Regions from separate parts of the Mus musculus genome. Here all the other regions are linked to region 1. Evidence: chromatin contacts called from public HiChIP or PLAC-seq, capture Hi-C and promoter capture Hi-C data. All regions are on one chromosome and are shown on one strand. Each heading gives the region's core, a stretch centred on a gene start, on an enhancer-like site or on the middle of the called end of the contact. The rest is flanking DNA. Distances are from core to core; before and after follow the strand shown.

Region 1 (3,588 bases), core at 309-2,808:
TGTGATTGTGAGAGATGCAATGCATTTCCCAAGCCTCAACATCCTCTTCTGCAAATTGGCATCATAATAGATTGAGCTGTGTGGAATGGCTGTTTTTGCAGGTTAAAAAACACAACAACAACAACAACAAACAACTGCTCAATACTGTCAATTTCATATGGCTTAACCTGACAGCATCTCAGCTTGCTTCCAAGGCAGTTAGAGAAACAAGAAGAAATGAGAGGAACAATTTTTCAAAAGTCCTAGACTGATACAGATACATTCTTCTATTACTACTTCAAGGAACTAAGTACAGACCCACCTGAACCGTGAGCTAAACCAACGACCCAGAACTTGGAGATTTGGGACTTGGAACTCTGGGAAAAAGCCACCTGCTCCAATGACTAACAAGGTAGATCTTCCTCCTGGCCTCCTCATTCTAAAGGGCCTTTGGCCAAGCATCATTGAAATAACACAAGCTCCTAGTACTCTTCACCCTCCCCCAAAAAAGTATCCCCACACACAGGTATACAGCCTTAGGCTCACCACCAGCAGGGACTCAGCATGAGGGAAAGATACCAGTGACTTCGCAGAGGGTGCCCCAGGAAGTAGATGAAGGTGCAGAGTGCTCTTGTCTGTGTCCAGGATAAGGAGACTCTGGAGGGAGGGGGCGGTCTGACCTCGGGAAAAGTAGGATCTTCCCGTGCTAAGTCCCACCAAGAATGGGGGCGGGGCAAAACCCAGGTGTGGGTGAACCCTGCTTGGATGTATTCCCACACAGTCACACAGTACACATACCCAGACCCATTCACAGAGATAGTCGCACATGCACATGCACACGCACGTCCATTCATACACACACACTCAGACACCTACATACACAGCCACACAGTGCCAGCACACACTCAACCACACATATGTCGACAGACTCATGGACGGTTAACACCCTGAACGCTCACTGCATTACACTCACTCACCCACAGACCCACACGGTGACACCCTCATCACATGCACGCTCACACACCTGCAGAGGAAACTTCTTTCCGGATCTCCCCAACACCACGACTTCCCCCCACAGCCAGCAGGCTACTCCCTCCCAGACCCAAGCTTCCATTCCAGCCGGGCAAGGGCTGGGCGGGCGCTGGCTGGCCTCCCGCGGCCCCAGCCGGGACAGCGCGTCTGCGGAGCGCGTGGTCCCCAACCCGTCCCCGGGGTCAGTCACGCCGGCCTCCAGGCCCAGGGTGAGGCCGGGGGCGGCCGCAGAGGCCCAGCCCCTCCCCCCCATCTCGGGGCCGGAGTCCAGGCCGCTGGAGCCCCGGGCGTGGGCGGCGCCGGGGCTGCAGCGGGGCTGAGCCTGGGGGGCGCTGCAGAGGGCGCGGCAAGCGCGGCCCGATCCCCACCCCTCCCGGTTGCTTACCTGGCCCGGTCGGGCTCCAGCCGGGGTTACATGGTGCCGGCGGCCCGGGCCGGGGGCGCTGCGGCTGCGGGAGCGAGTGCGGGCTCCCGGACCCGACACTGCGGAGCCCCCGGCGGAGGGGCCGCGCCAGCTGCGGAGCCCCGAGCGAGTGCTGAGCGGCCGCGGGCGCGGGAGCCGGAGGCGGCCAAGCCACGGAGGCTGGATTTCCCGGGGACCAGGACGGGGAGGCGGGGGGATCCCGCCCGCGCGCTCCGCCCCCGCCCCCGCCCCCGCGCAGGGCGGCCGAGCCAGGAGCCCGCGACAGGGAGGGGGCCCGCGCTCCCCGCCCCCGCAGCGGCCCCGCGAGGACCGAGGTCGCAGCCGGCGGGCAGCCGCCGCGGTCCCGGAGGAGCGCCCGCGTCTCTGAGCGACAGCGCCGGGGAGGCCCAGCTCGGGGGTGCGAATGTGGTCCCCCGGGTCGGTGTGTACCGAAGACCCAGGAACCAGCACATTCGGTGTCACGACCGCGCACAGCAGACCTGGGCACCGGGACCCAAGCCCAGAGCGCGGGCAGCTGGGGGAGACACACGGCTGCCTCACCGAGGCAGTCACACCCTGAATGTCACACACAGCCTCCCCCTCGCAGGCACGTCCTCTTAGGCTCCTGTCCTTAGTTTCCCGGGTCTGTAAACCCGACCCCAGCTCTTGGCCTGGGCTCTAGGAGTCCCCCTTCTCCGCACTAGTCCCTTCTGCCCCACCCCTGCCAGGGCGGGGCGCTGTGCCTGGCCTCCGAGTCTTTGACAGGCGTCCCTCACCCACAGTCCGCCAGCGGAGGCAATCCCCAGTGTGCAGGGATAACCCCGCTATACCTGCCGTCTTAGCTGGGGGCCCCACCCGTGCCCACTGTGCCCGCCCACCTCTGGGCCCCGAGCCAGGGGCTGTGCCATGGCGGGGGTGGGGTAGAGGGGGGAAAGGGGACTGTCCGAAGCACAGCGCGAAGCTGCAGAGCCAGGACACAAGCTGCAGAAGCGCTGAGAGCTGACTGCAGCAGTCCCTGGCTGGAATCCGTCTTGGCGCCCAGAGCAATGCTGTAATGGGGGGGAGGGGGCCGCGTGGGGAAGCCGCAGGAGGAGGGGCTGAGGAGATGGGGGAGGGGCCGGTTCTGAATTCTGACTTTCCCGGCGGGTGTTGAGGGCACGCGGGCGCTCCAAGTTGTGGTAGAAGGCGAGCTACATCCTCTACCTTGTCTGGTATTGAAAACTTAAGGTGGTGAGGTGTGGGCTTTGGAGCCTTGAGACAGTCCACCACCCTAGGGACAGACCTTGGGAGATGTTCTGAGTCAGGGTCCCCAACAATGACTCCTATTTCTCTGTATTTCTTTGGTGTCACTGTCTCTCCTCCTTGAGTAACCGGGCAAACTGAGGCACGGTAAGTAGAATTCGTGGGTCCTAAGGAGCTAGAACCTGGAGCCAAGCCCACACCCATTCCCTAGAGGGACCTTTTAAGGTGCCACATTACATAAATGACAAAAAGGGACCTAGAGGACCCTTCCCCCGCGGGAAACCAAGCAGTCTAGTGAGATGAACAGACTAGCCAACTATCTTACCGCCCACGAGACCACTTCAATCGTCCCTTCAATCATGTAGTGAGGCTGCAGACAATTCCCAGACCAGCATTTATTCAGCCAAGAGCAGATGTCAGAGAAAGTAAGATAGAAAGTTGGTTCAGGAACACTTTGTAGAACTGAGAGAAATGTCTCATTTCCCATGGAGCATAAGAACAGTCATCATGTAGAATGCTAAAAGGTACCGCCATGCTCTGTCAGTTCTAAGACGTATTCTGTAAACCGGAAGGCATTTTACAATGAACACGGACATTTAGTATACAGCTTTTTCTTCTTTGCCATTACCAAAGAGCTATGTTTTCACATTGAGAACCTAAGGGCTGGTGAGGTGGCTCAGCAGGTAAGGATGCCTGGTGACAAACCTGATGACTGCGTTACATCCCCCAAGCCCACACAGTAGAAGGAGACAATAACTAATTCTCCCAAGTTGCTCTGACCTCCACACAAGTGCAAGCATCGCAGCCCGTGCCCCCATACACACTAAATAAATTATTAAAGTTTAGATTTTTTTCAAACAAAATCAGAAAGAACACGATGGAGTTCCCGTCCTGGAACCTACTAATTAATCAAACAGGTTTACCTCAGATAG
Region 2 (3,147 bases), core at 531-3,030, 1.1 Mb after region 1:
CCTAGTTCATACCTGGTACCACTGTATCCTTCCCACAGGCTTATGTCAAGAGCAGAAAACAGAACAGAGGAGACCAGGCCTCCTCTCTAGATTGCATGGGGCTGGCATGTTTAACATCAGAACAGTTTCCTATGGAAGCCTTGAGGGTGGCCCCAGTTGAGTAGGAGCTTGGGCCTGCTGGAGCCTATGTCTCATTGTCTAGGGAAGAAGTGTACAAAGAGGCTGGGAGCCCAGTTCTGACTCTGGTTCCAACACTCACCTGCCTGGTGAACTTGGATGAGTTACTTCACCATTCTGAGTCTCAGTTTCTCCATTTAGGAAAAAGGGGCTTAACAATACCACTCATGTCTCAGCAATGCTATAACGATGAAGCGAGACAGTTAAGATGAAAGCTCTTGGCACAGTGCCCAAGGAACAAGCTCTCAGAAGCAGTGGGCTATCTGTATGAGCCCTAAAAGCAGGAAATCAGCCAAAGGAACCAATAGCCTCCTGGCATAGCCACCAGGTCTACTTCTAGCTCCAAGCCTCTCAGGCTCTTCCCACCACTCTGGCCATGTGCTGGGCTCTGCAGCTGCTCGCTGTGTCCACTGTGCCCACGGACACAGCTGATGCCGTAAGTCAGGCTGCTACAGCATCCTCTCTACCTTTTCCTTTTGCTCATTGTTGCCAACCTTCCCTCTGGGCTCCCTTCTCCTGTCCTATTCTTTTGAAATTCTGTCTGTGGGAAGACGGGGACGAAGAGGATGTTGAGAATAAACTATGGGAGCGAGATCCCCAGGTGTGGCAGAGATAAAGGATCAATGCATCATAGATGGGTGAATAGACAAGCTGGGGAAAAGAGATACATAGAGAATAGACAGAGGTAGAGCCTAGCCCAGTGGCAGGGGGTTGAGACCAGTTATTCTGGAAGTGGGGGCAAGTGTGTTACAAGATCAAGGCCAGCCTGTGCTATAGAAGACATTCAAATCTCATTTTGGCAACTTAGCGAAACCTATCTCAAAAATATAAAGCAACCAGGGCTGGGGATAGAGCTTAGTTGGTTGAACACTTGTCTAGCAGGCACAAAGACCAAGGCTTGATCCCCAGTACCACATTAAGTATCAGGCATGGTGGTGGAGGCCTACAGACCAGCATTTGTGATACAGGAGGATCAGAAGAAGTTCAAGGTTCTTATCTGCCGACAAGATGATAAACCTTGTCTGCATGAGAGCTGCATACAACATCATCATCAACAACAACGATGAGCAGGCTGGAGCGATGCAGAGAGAAGTGGAGAGGCCGACAGAGAAAGCTATCTCAGGCAAGTCTTGCATCAACTGTTTAAAGTTAAGAGGCTAAGGGAACCGGGAGAGGAAACAGAGGCCCAGAGACTCTGAGACAGCTGTTCTTGCTGAGAAGAAGCAGGCCAAATGGCTGAAAGCAGGGAGTAAGCCTGTCTGAAGGATAGGGACTCTGGGTGGGATTCTTCATACCTGAGCTCAGCTCCTGTTCCCAGAGATCCAGCTGTCTGACCTCCCTGATGCTATACACACAGAGAGACTCCCATTTCCCCAAGGATCCTGTCTTGGGCCCCCTGATGTGGCCCTAGCAGGGTTGGGGAATGGTCTGAGGTCTCCAGGGCTCCCCGCCCTCCCCCTACTTACACTGGGGCTAGGGCGCTGTGCCCAGCCCCCACGCTTGTGCTCTCTCTTCTCTCTCGTCTCCTCTCCTCTTGGGGCAAGTTCCCGAAACTTCTCTTTCTAGCCCCGTCGTTAATGACAGGCGGGGGGTGGGGGGGACCCAGAATTGCGACACCTTCCTGGCTTCCCTGCTGCGTTTGGCTGAGCCTTCACCCTTGGGGTGGGGGACATAGACAGCCCCTTCCTCTCAGGAAGGAGGTTGAGGGAAACTGGTGAGCTAGGGACCTTCCTGCCTCAGGGGTCTTAGAGGGCTGGGCATTGTAGCAACCTGGCCCGTGGCCACCCTCCCTTCTCTCCGGATTTCCTGAGCTCCTCGCTTTGAGGCTCAGCAGAGCACCCGAGACAAGACAGGGCCAAGGGAGGGCTGGGGTCTTCAAGTGTTTATTTCAAAACGAAGCAGGACAAAATAGCGTGGAAAATTAATGAGGGCTGGGGTGGAGGAGACTCTCTTCTCACTGAGTCTGGCTGAAGCCTCTGCCCGGGAAGAATCAAGATTCCAGGACAGGTAACGTTTACTTCAGGTTTTCTTCCCTTGTTAGCTGAAAACCTGCCATTTTCCAGGACTCTCAATAGACCCTCCCACCCCTGGCCTCCCTAGTCCATGGTCCCTGCCCTCACCGCTTTGTACAATCCTAGGGGTTCCTGGTTTTATCTTCTCAGGTTGTAACCCCTTTCAAAAGGCCCACCCTGTAAGTTCATCTATCACAAAAGAGAGGGGAAAAATTGTTCTAAGTTTGAAAATCATCAAAATAGTATATATTGGTATATTAGTCAGGGTTCTCTAGAGCAGCGGTTCTCAACCTTCCTAGTGCTATGACCCTGTAATGCAATTCCTCATGTTGTGGTGACCCCCCAACTGTAAAATTATTTTCCTTGCTAATTCATAACTGTAATTTTTTCCTGGTATGAATCATAATATATATCTGTGTTTTCTAATGATCTTAGGTGACCCCTGTTGAGAACCTCTGCTCTAGAGGAACAGAGTCCACTTAATGAGTGTATACGCGTGCACACGCACGCGCGTGCGCGCGCGCGCGCACACACACACATATATACGAACACATATACGCACACACATGAATTTATCAAATTAGCTTATGCAATACAGAGGAAGTAGGAGCACTGAGAACCCACCTGGGAAATCCTTTGGTGCCTTGGCACTCCCAAGGTGGTACTGAAGACCTGGAGGGTATCTGGTCCTCAGTCCATGTCGAAAGCTGATTTTGACTTGAGCAAAGGAATCAAGTGGGGTGGCAGCAGCAGGGTAGACTACTAGCAGCAGAGGGGAAGGTCAGGGAAAAAGGCTTCCTTCTTCCATGTCCTGCTTTTGATCTGGGCTGCCACCAGAAGGCGCCGCCCATCTCTGGGGTGGGTCTTCCCACATCCATTAAGGGAGTCAAGATAATTCCTCAACTGAGAATTGCTGCTTGGGCGATTCTAAATCGTGGCAAGTTGACATTTAAAATCA
Region 3 (3,124 bases), core at 622-3,121, 1.7 Mb before region 1:
GAATTCCACCAGGTGACTGTGTTACTGAGAATCCTCTAGTGGGGAGGATTTGGAAGATATGCTGCATTATCCGATTAAAGCGGATCGTGGAATGCTTCTCCTTAGAGTCCCACCCCTGAGGCGGCAACATCACCGTCCTCAGCAGCTAAGAGCTCTTGCTGAGGGCCTGGGTTTGATTCCCAGCACCCACGGTGGTGACTCACAATCGTGTGTAACTCCAGGTCCACAGGATCTGATGCCCTCCTCTGGCCTCTTGGTGCGCATGCACATGGTGCACATGCAGGCAAGATACTTGCACACAGACAATAAAATAATTGATTATTGATATCAATACTATCTTATTGATAGAAGACATCCAGGAAAATGTAGTTCTCAGCACGTGTATCTACCTATATTTCTTTCTCTCTATACAAACACACACACACACACACACACACACACACACACGACAATGGAGCTTGAGGAAAGGAAAATGTTTGGGTGGGGTCTTAGAGTATTAAACACACTGACCAGGGTCTTGCCCTCTTGTCAATGACAACGGAAAGGTTTAGGGGAGACTAGCTGCAGTTAAGGGCTATGTCCAATTGAGTACTCAAAGATTCGGATGTAGAAGACAAGAGGGGTCATCACCAGGCCTTGGGAATTCCTAGAAGCTTGTCTTCCCCTCCTCCAAATCTTGTCTAATTCTCCAAATCTTGAATCTTTAATTCCTGGTTCCACTCTCAATTGGCCCCTACTCTGGTTTAAATTTTAAAAAAAAGGTTCTTGTCATATCTGAACTTGAGGCCGACCTTAGACTCTCACCTCACATACCTTGATCTAATCTTGGCACCCAAACCTGCCCTCTGAACAATTTGCACGTCTTAAGCTTAACTCTCACTTTCATCATCCAACCGAGGCCCAGGCCTCACTCTAGATCTCAATGAACACCTGGAGCAGCAAGCCGCATCCCACAATGCCCCAAACATTCCAGAATTCTGTAGCTGCATTTAGAGTAGCTCACCCCTCCCACACACCCCACTTCGACTCCCAGGTTAGCTTTGATAGTGGTCCTTCCTTTGCCCAAAAGTCCAGAAGGAGCTGCTGTCTCCCATTCTGTCTCAGCCTCAGCCAGCATCTGGTCCAGCTGTAGCTTCCTCTCTCCATCATCCTATCCCACCTCGACCTGTCTCCCATCCAGATCTCTCTCAAGCCCATTTGACACAGTGATGCTCAAGGGACCCGCCCCTGCCCCGCCCCTCACAGGAGCCACGCCCCTTTGGCATTAAGCCGGCCTGTGGCCCTTGCCCCTATTGGAACCCTGACCCCACCTACAGCCCCGCCTGTCCGCCTCGCACCTGCAACTCCTCGAAGGCATCGTCGATGCCAGTGACCTGGTGTTGCTCGTGCAGCGCGGGCTCATCACAGAAGAAGCAGAGCAGTGCGCGGTCCGTGAGGCAGAAGAGCTTGACCTTGTCGTGAGCCTGGCAGGGTCGCGCGGCTCGGCGCGCGTTGAGGATGGCGTCCAGCGGGAAGGCGCTGTAGCGCTCCACGATGTTGGCCAGCTTGAGGCTGGGCGCGAGCGCGGGCTCGGCGAACGTGCGCCGGCACTCCGGGCAGTCGCGGGCGCCCTGAGCCTCCTGCCGCACCCAGTGCTCGGTGATGCAGCGGCGGCAGAAGTAGTGCTCGCAGCCCAGGCTCACCGGGTCCTGGTAGATGCTCAGGCAGATGGAGCACAGCAGCTCGTCCTTGAGGCTGCACGCCATGGCGCCAGGGGCGGCGCGAAGCGGAGCCCGGGAGGCCGGCGGCCGGCGCGGCGCGATTGGGGGCGGTACCCGGGGGCCAGGCCCACGGGGGCACGGGCGACAGGCGCCGGGGAGCGCGGGGGGAGCTGTCTGCGACGCCGGAGGCGCGAGGGCTCGGTGCCGAGTGGGTGCCACCCGGGATGCGAGCACCGGAGCTCGGTTTCGAGGTCCTAGGTGGCCACCAGCGATGGGCGCTGGAGGAGAGAGGCCGAGGGCGTCCCAAGGAAGGGGCTCCAGGCGAGGAGGATCTAGAGGACCAGACACTCCCAAGGGATAGATGCTGCGAGGAGGAGATCCCGAAGAGGGGCGGAATCCCGGGACCCGAAAAGCTTTGAGAGGGGGTCGAGCTGGGGATGGGGAATTCTGCGGGACAGAGCAGCCAGACCCAGCCGCACCGCGGCTTTGCCCGGCAGAGCAGAGGAGGGGTGCCGGCCCACTCAGCTGCCCGACCCTGGCCGCAGATCCCGGCCCCGCGCGGCCCCTTACCCGCACCAGCTCAGCGGCCACCGCTTCGGTCCAGCGCAGCCTCTCAACCCGGAACCAGCCGAGCCGAACTGCCCGGCGCCCAGGCTCCCTCTCCGCCCCCGCGGGCGGGACCCGAGCCGCTCCGCCCCCGCGGCGGGCGGGGGGAGGGGAGGGGCCTCCAGACCCCGCCTCGCTGCCACTGTGCTCCTGACCCCCAGGGACGGGAAAAACAGCTGTTTCTTCTGGGTCTGCACAGCTGTCAGGTTTGTTTAGGGTCCTGGCGGCAGGGGGCGAGAGGACAGCTAATGAAGAAAAAGTGAGAAGATAGCACCTAAGGAACATCTCTCCGGATGATCAATTTGAAGAACTAAGGGCAATAATAACTGAGTATTAAGACAAGACGGTGCTCTGTAGTCTGCATAGAATATATAATGTTTGCATAGATTGTAGTGATAAAATTAGAGACTTGCCCTGTTGGCATGGGCTAAGTTCAAAGTCGCCATTCTCCTAAACCTTTAGGTTCTATTTCCTCTTCCCTTTCTAAGGAGGGCTCTTAGTAGAAGATTGTGGAGAGAACCCTGCCTAACGTCTAGCTCAAAGGTTCTTTCCATTCATCGGATGTTTCTGCATTGCTGTGTGAGCATGTGTGTGAGTGTGTGTGTGTGTGTGTGTGTGTGTGTGTATAAGAAGTTGGAGTAAGAAAAAAAGTATAATGGGAGACCTTGTCATCTCTGCCAGATGGAGGGGAGGAAAGGGATTTCTAAGAAGGTGAAAGAGAGAGACAGACAGACAGAGAGACAGACAGAGACAGGGAGAACAGAAGCATGAGTGGGGGGGGGCACATGGAGACCTGCATGCTGTTCTGTTCTGTTCTG
Region 4 (3,119 bases), core at 605-3,104, 1.8 Mb before region 1:
GTCTCCACTCTTACTCCTGAATGCTGTGATTATAGACAATACCAACATATCCTGTTTAGTTGGTGCATGCCAGGATGCTCTCTGTTAACTGAGCTACATTCTCACCCCCAGACATACTTCAAGCAATAATTAAAAGGCAGTTTAATTAAGTGAGACTCTATAGATTTCTACCAAATAAAACTTGGGATATTCTTGGCAAGTCAGTAGCATTTATGAGGTACTTATTATATGCCAAGGGCTCTCCTTTCCTTCTTTATTTTTTAAAAGATTTATGTGTATGAATGTTTCACTTGCATGCATATGTGTACCACATTTGTGCCTGGTGATCAGGGGAGTCAGATGAGGGTGTGGAATTAGGTGGAGTTCCCACGTGGGTTCTAGGAATTGAACCTGGTCCTTCGAAAGAGCAACAAGTGCTCTTAACCTCTGAGCCATCTCTCCAACCCTACCAAGGGTTTTCTTAAAATTTGTAATTTTTTTTCTTGTTTTTTTGAGACAGGATTTCTCTGTGTAGCTCTGGTAGTAGATCTCTGTGTAGAATAGGCTGGCTTCGAACTAAGAGATTTGCTGGGATTAAAGCTATGGGCCACCATGCCTGGCTTAAAACTTGTAAACTCTTTTTTTTTTTTTTTTTTTTTTTCCGAGACAGGGTTTCTCTGTATAGCCCTGGCTGTCCTGGAACTCACTTTGTAGACAAGGCTGACCTCGAACTCAGAAATCCGCCTGCCTCTGCCTCCCAAGTGCTGGGATTAAAGGCGTGCGCCACCACATCCGGCTAAAACTTGCAAACTCTTAACGTAGTATACATAACAGGTACAACAGGGCATTAATCATATGTGTATAACTCAAGGAGCGCGCGCGCGCACACACACACACACACACACACACACACACACACACACCTGTAACCATTACCAAGCACCGGAAAGGTTCCATTCTGTCTCTTCCCAGTCAGCAGCCACATGCGCAGAGACAAGCAGCATTCGGACTTCTACCCGGAGAACTCTTGAATTAGCTTCTGAGCAACACCCTGCGCATGCTAAGCACTCCAAGGAGCCCGGCTCTCAGTCCCTGCCCTTGGAGTGCACAAAGCTGAGATGTTTTATCAGGCAAAAAAAAAAAAAAGGAAAGCAGGTGCGGGTATCTCAGCAACTGATATTAAGGCTCAAGGGAAGGAGGGGAGGGGTCAGACAGAGACAAGGACTGTGAGTCCCATTGCGTTTCGGGGCCAGGGATGGTCCGATAGAGGAAGATATTACACTGGACTCTGATGGATGAACAGGGATTTGTGTATAGAAGAGGAGACATGCTTTGAGTCGAAGCCACATTTCACCAGAGTCTTGTGGATTCTGAGAATGAAGGCATCACCCCGAGCTCGTGAAGCCACAAAAATTCTATTTGAATACATTTTAGCTGGCATTTGAGTTGGGAGTTTAAAATGCCTAGAAGAGGCGATTAAGTAAAAGGTCATATTACAAAATAAGACAGGAGAGGTTTGGGCTCCAAGGGCGGAGCCAGAACTTCACCAGGGGAGGAGCAGGGGGCCATCGACTTCAGCCAGGGACAGAAAAGTTTTCCGGAGTCACTTTTTGAGACGCAGGACGCAGGATCTGCGGCTCAGACCACGTAGACGCCTAGGATTCGAAGGATTTCCCCGCGTGGACCTCCGCGGACATCAGTCAGCCAGCTTGCTTAGCTGCGCAGCTTTGCGGAGCAGCCTCGCAGGGCTGAATGCTTTATGTCCGAATCGACCAATGGGCTGGCGGCACCCGGTTGCCCTGGCTACGGAGCAGGCAGGGGCGGGGCCAGGGCACCGGGGCGGGGCTAGGGCGGGGCTTATATAAGCGAGCGGCGGGCGCAAGGCGGGGCGTGGGGTCGGTGGCTGCTGGGCGCGCGGGGCGCAGGCCGCGGGGCCGGAGCCGGGGGGAGCGAGCGAGCGGAGGCGCCGAGGATCCGATTCACTCGCTGGGGAGACCTATGGGCCGAAGCCGTGTAAATGCGTTTTAAGGCGAGTGCAGGAGATGGCTGGGGGGGAGCCTCGGGGAGCGGGCGTCCTCGGCTTTGGGCGCTGACCCTTCCCCCGGCCCCCCTTGCCTCCTCTCAGCAGGGGCCTCGGCTCCGCAATTGCCACTCCTCCTCGGGGTGTTGCACAAGTTTCGAGGTCACCGGCGACCCCCCCTAGCAGCGCGCCTGGCTCTGGCCCCCGCGAAGGAGGACGGGGCTTGGTAAGGAGGCCTGGGGTTGGGGTGCGGGACCCCCGCCCTGCACTTGAGAGAGCCGTCCCGCGGACAGAACCCACCCGTGGCTCATAGAGCATTCTTAGTGTGTCAGGACCAACCTTTTATAAATGGGGAAACTGACCCAAGGTCATGAAGCAGAGAGCCGACTCGAACTCAAGCTCACGGGTTTTGTTTTTTTTTTTTTTGGCCCTTTAGGTAGGTGTAGTCTGGACTGGAGAAATCCTTCAATTGGAAGGAGACTTCCCCAACTAGGTTTCTCAGATCTGTCCCCACATTTTTTTTCTTCCAATTTCAAATTTCAGAACTGGAAAAGAACTCCAAACCAATCCCATTTAACAGATGGGGGTAATTGAGGCTCTAGCAGACATAACTTCACCATTCCCAGCGAACCTCGGCTTCTCAGGCTTGGGCAAGGGCACAGAACATGACTGGGCAGGGACCGTAGGCCTGGGGAGGTGAGGGATGCAGCCTGTTCCCCAGCGGTTTCCTCCATCTCCCTCTCCCCACAGTGTGTTGCATACTTTCTAAGGCGGTGGCCAAGGCAGCCAGCGGTGCTCCAAGGCAGCGGTTTCCTCCAGCCCCTGGGCTCCTCCTGCTCAGCATGGCTGGCTATCTGAGTGAATCGGACTTTGTGATGGTGGAGGAGGGCTTCAGCACCCGGGATCTGCTGGAGGAGCTCACTCTGGGGGCCTCCCAGGCCACCTCGGTGAGGGGATGGAAATGGGTGTGGGTTGGTTGCCTGTCCTCTTCTCTGTAGGAGACCTCCCATTCTCTCGGTATTGGTATTTGTTTACTTGATATTTACTAGATTGTCCCCTTTATCTCCAATTCTTGGTCCTTGCCCCCACATCTGCCCTCCCTGTGTTTCCTGACTTGAGA

The links. Promoter capture Hi-C pulls out the DNA fragments that hold promoters and counts their contacts. HiChIP or PLAC-seq counts read pairs in DNA pulled down with a chosen protein or histone mark. Capture Hi-C pulls out chosen DNA fragments and counts their contacts.
Region 2: a contact with region 1 is called in a promoter capture Hi-C map of liver, with 2.9 times the contacts expected there. The contact joins the promoter of Csf3r here to the promoter of Dlgap3 in region 1. A contact is called at or near these places in 3 of 39 promoter capture datasets (liver and pre-B cells) and 1 of 9 other capture datasets (liver).
Region 3: a FOXA1 HiChIP or PLAC-seq map of pancreatic cancer cells shows a contact between it and region 1. The contact joins the promoter of Trim62 here to the promoter of Dlgap3 in region 1. A contact is called at or near these places in 2 of 39 promoter capture datasets (liver and stem cell-derived epiblast-like cells), 1 of 115 datasets of contacts at active chromatin or transcription factors (pancreatic cancer cells) and 1 of 9 other capture datasets (embryonic stem cells).
Region 4: a contact with region 1 is called in a capture Hi-C map of embryonic stem cells, with 9 times the contacts expected there. The contact joins the promoter of Azin2 here to the promoter of Dlgap3 in region 1. A contact is called at or near these places in 1 of 39 promoter capture datasets (embryonic stem cells) and 1 of 9 other capture datasets (embryonic stem cells).

The regions. Positions count from the first base shown.
Region 1 is chr4:127,167,174-127,170,761 of GRCm38.p6, reverse strand. Dlgap3 (DLG associated protein 3) reads right to left here and starts at 1,558. Exons shown (of 12, transcript NM_198618.5): 1 at 1,397-1,558.
Region 2 is chr4:126,023,292-126,026,438 of GRCm38.p6, reverse strand. Csf3r (colony stimulating factor 3 receptor (granulocyte)) reads right to left here and starts at 1,780. Exons shown (of 17, transcript NM_007782.3): 1 at 1,644-1,780; 2 at 260-358. Gm32908 (a long non-coding RNA gene) reads left to right here and starts at 1,785. Exons shown (of 4, transcript XR_003955278.1): 1 at 1,785-2,184.
Region 3 is chr4:128,882,791-128,885,914 of GRCm38.p6, reverse strand. It overlaps Trim62 (tripartite motif-containing 62), which reads right to left and starts at 1,871. Exons shown (of 5, transcript NM_178110.3): 1 at 1,338-1,871. The coding sequence starts at 1,745.
Region 4 is chr4:128,961,190-128,964,308 of GRCm38.p6, reverse strand. It overlaps Azin2 (antizyme inhibitor 2), which reads left to right and starts at 1,854. Exons shown (of 11, transcript NM_172875.4): 1 at 1,854-2,008; 2 at 2,105-2,225; 3 at 2,750-2,946. The coding sequence starts at 2,842.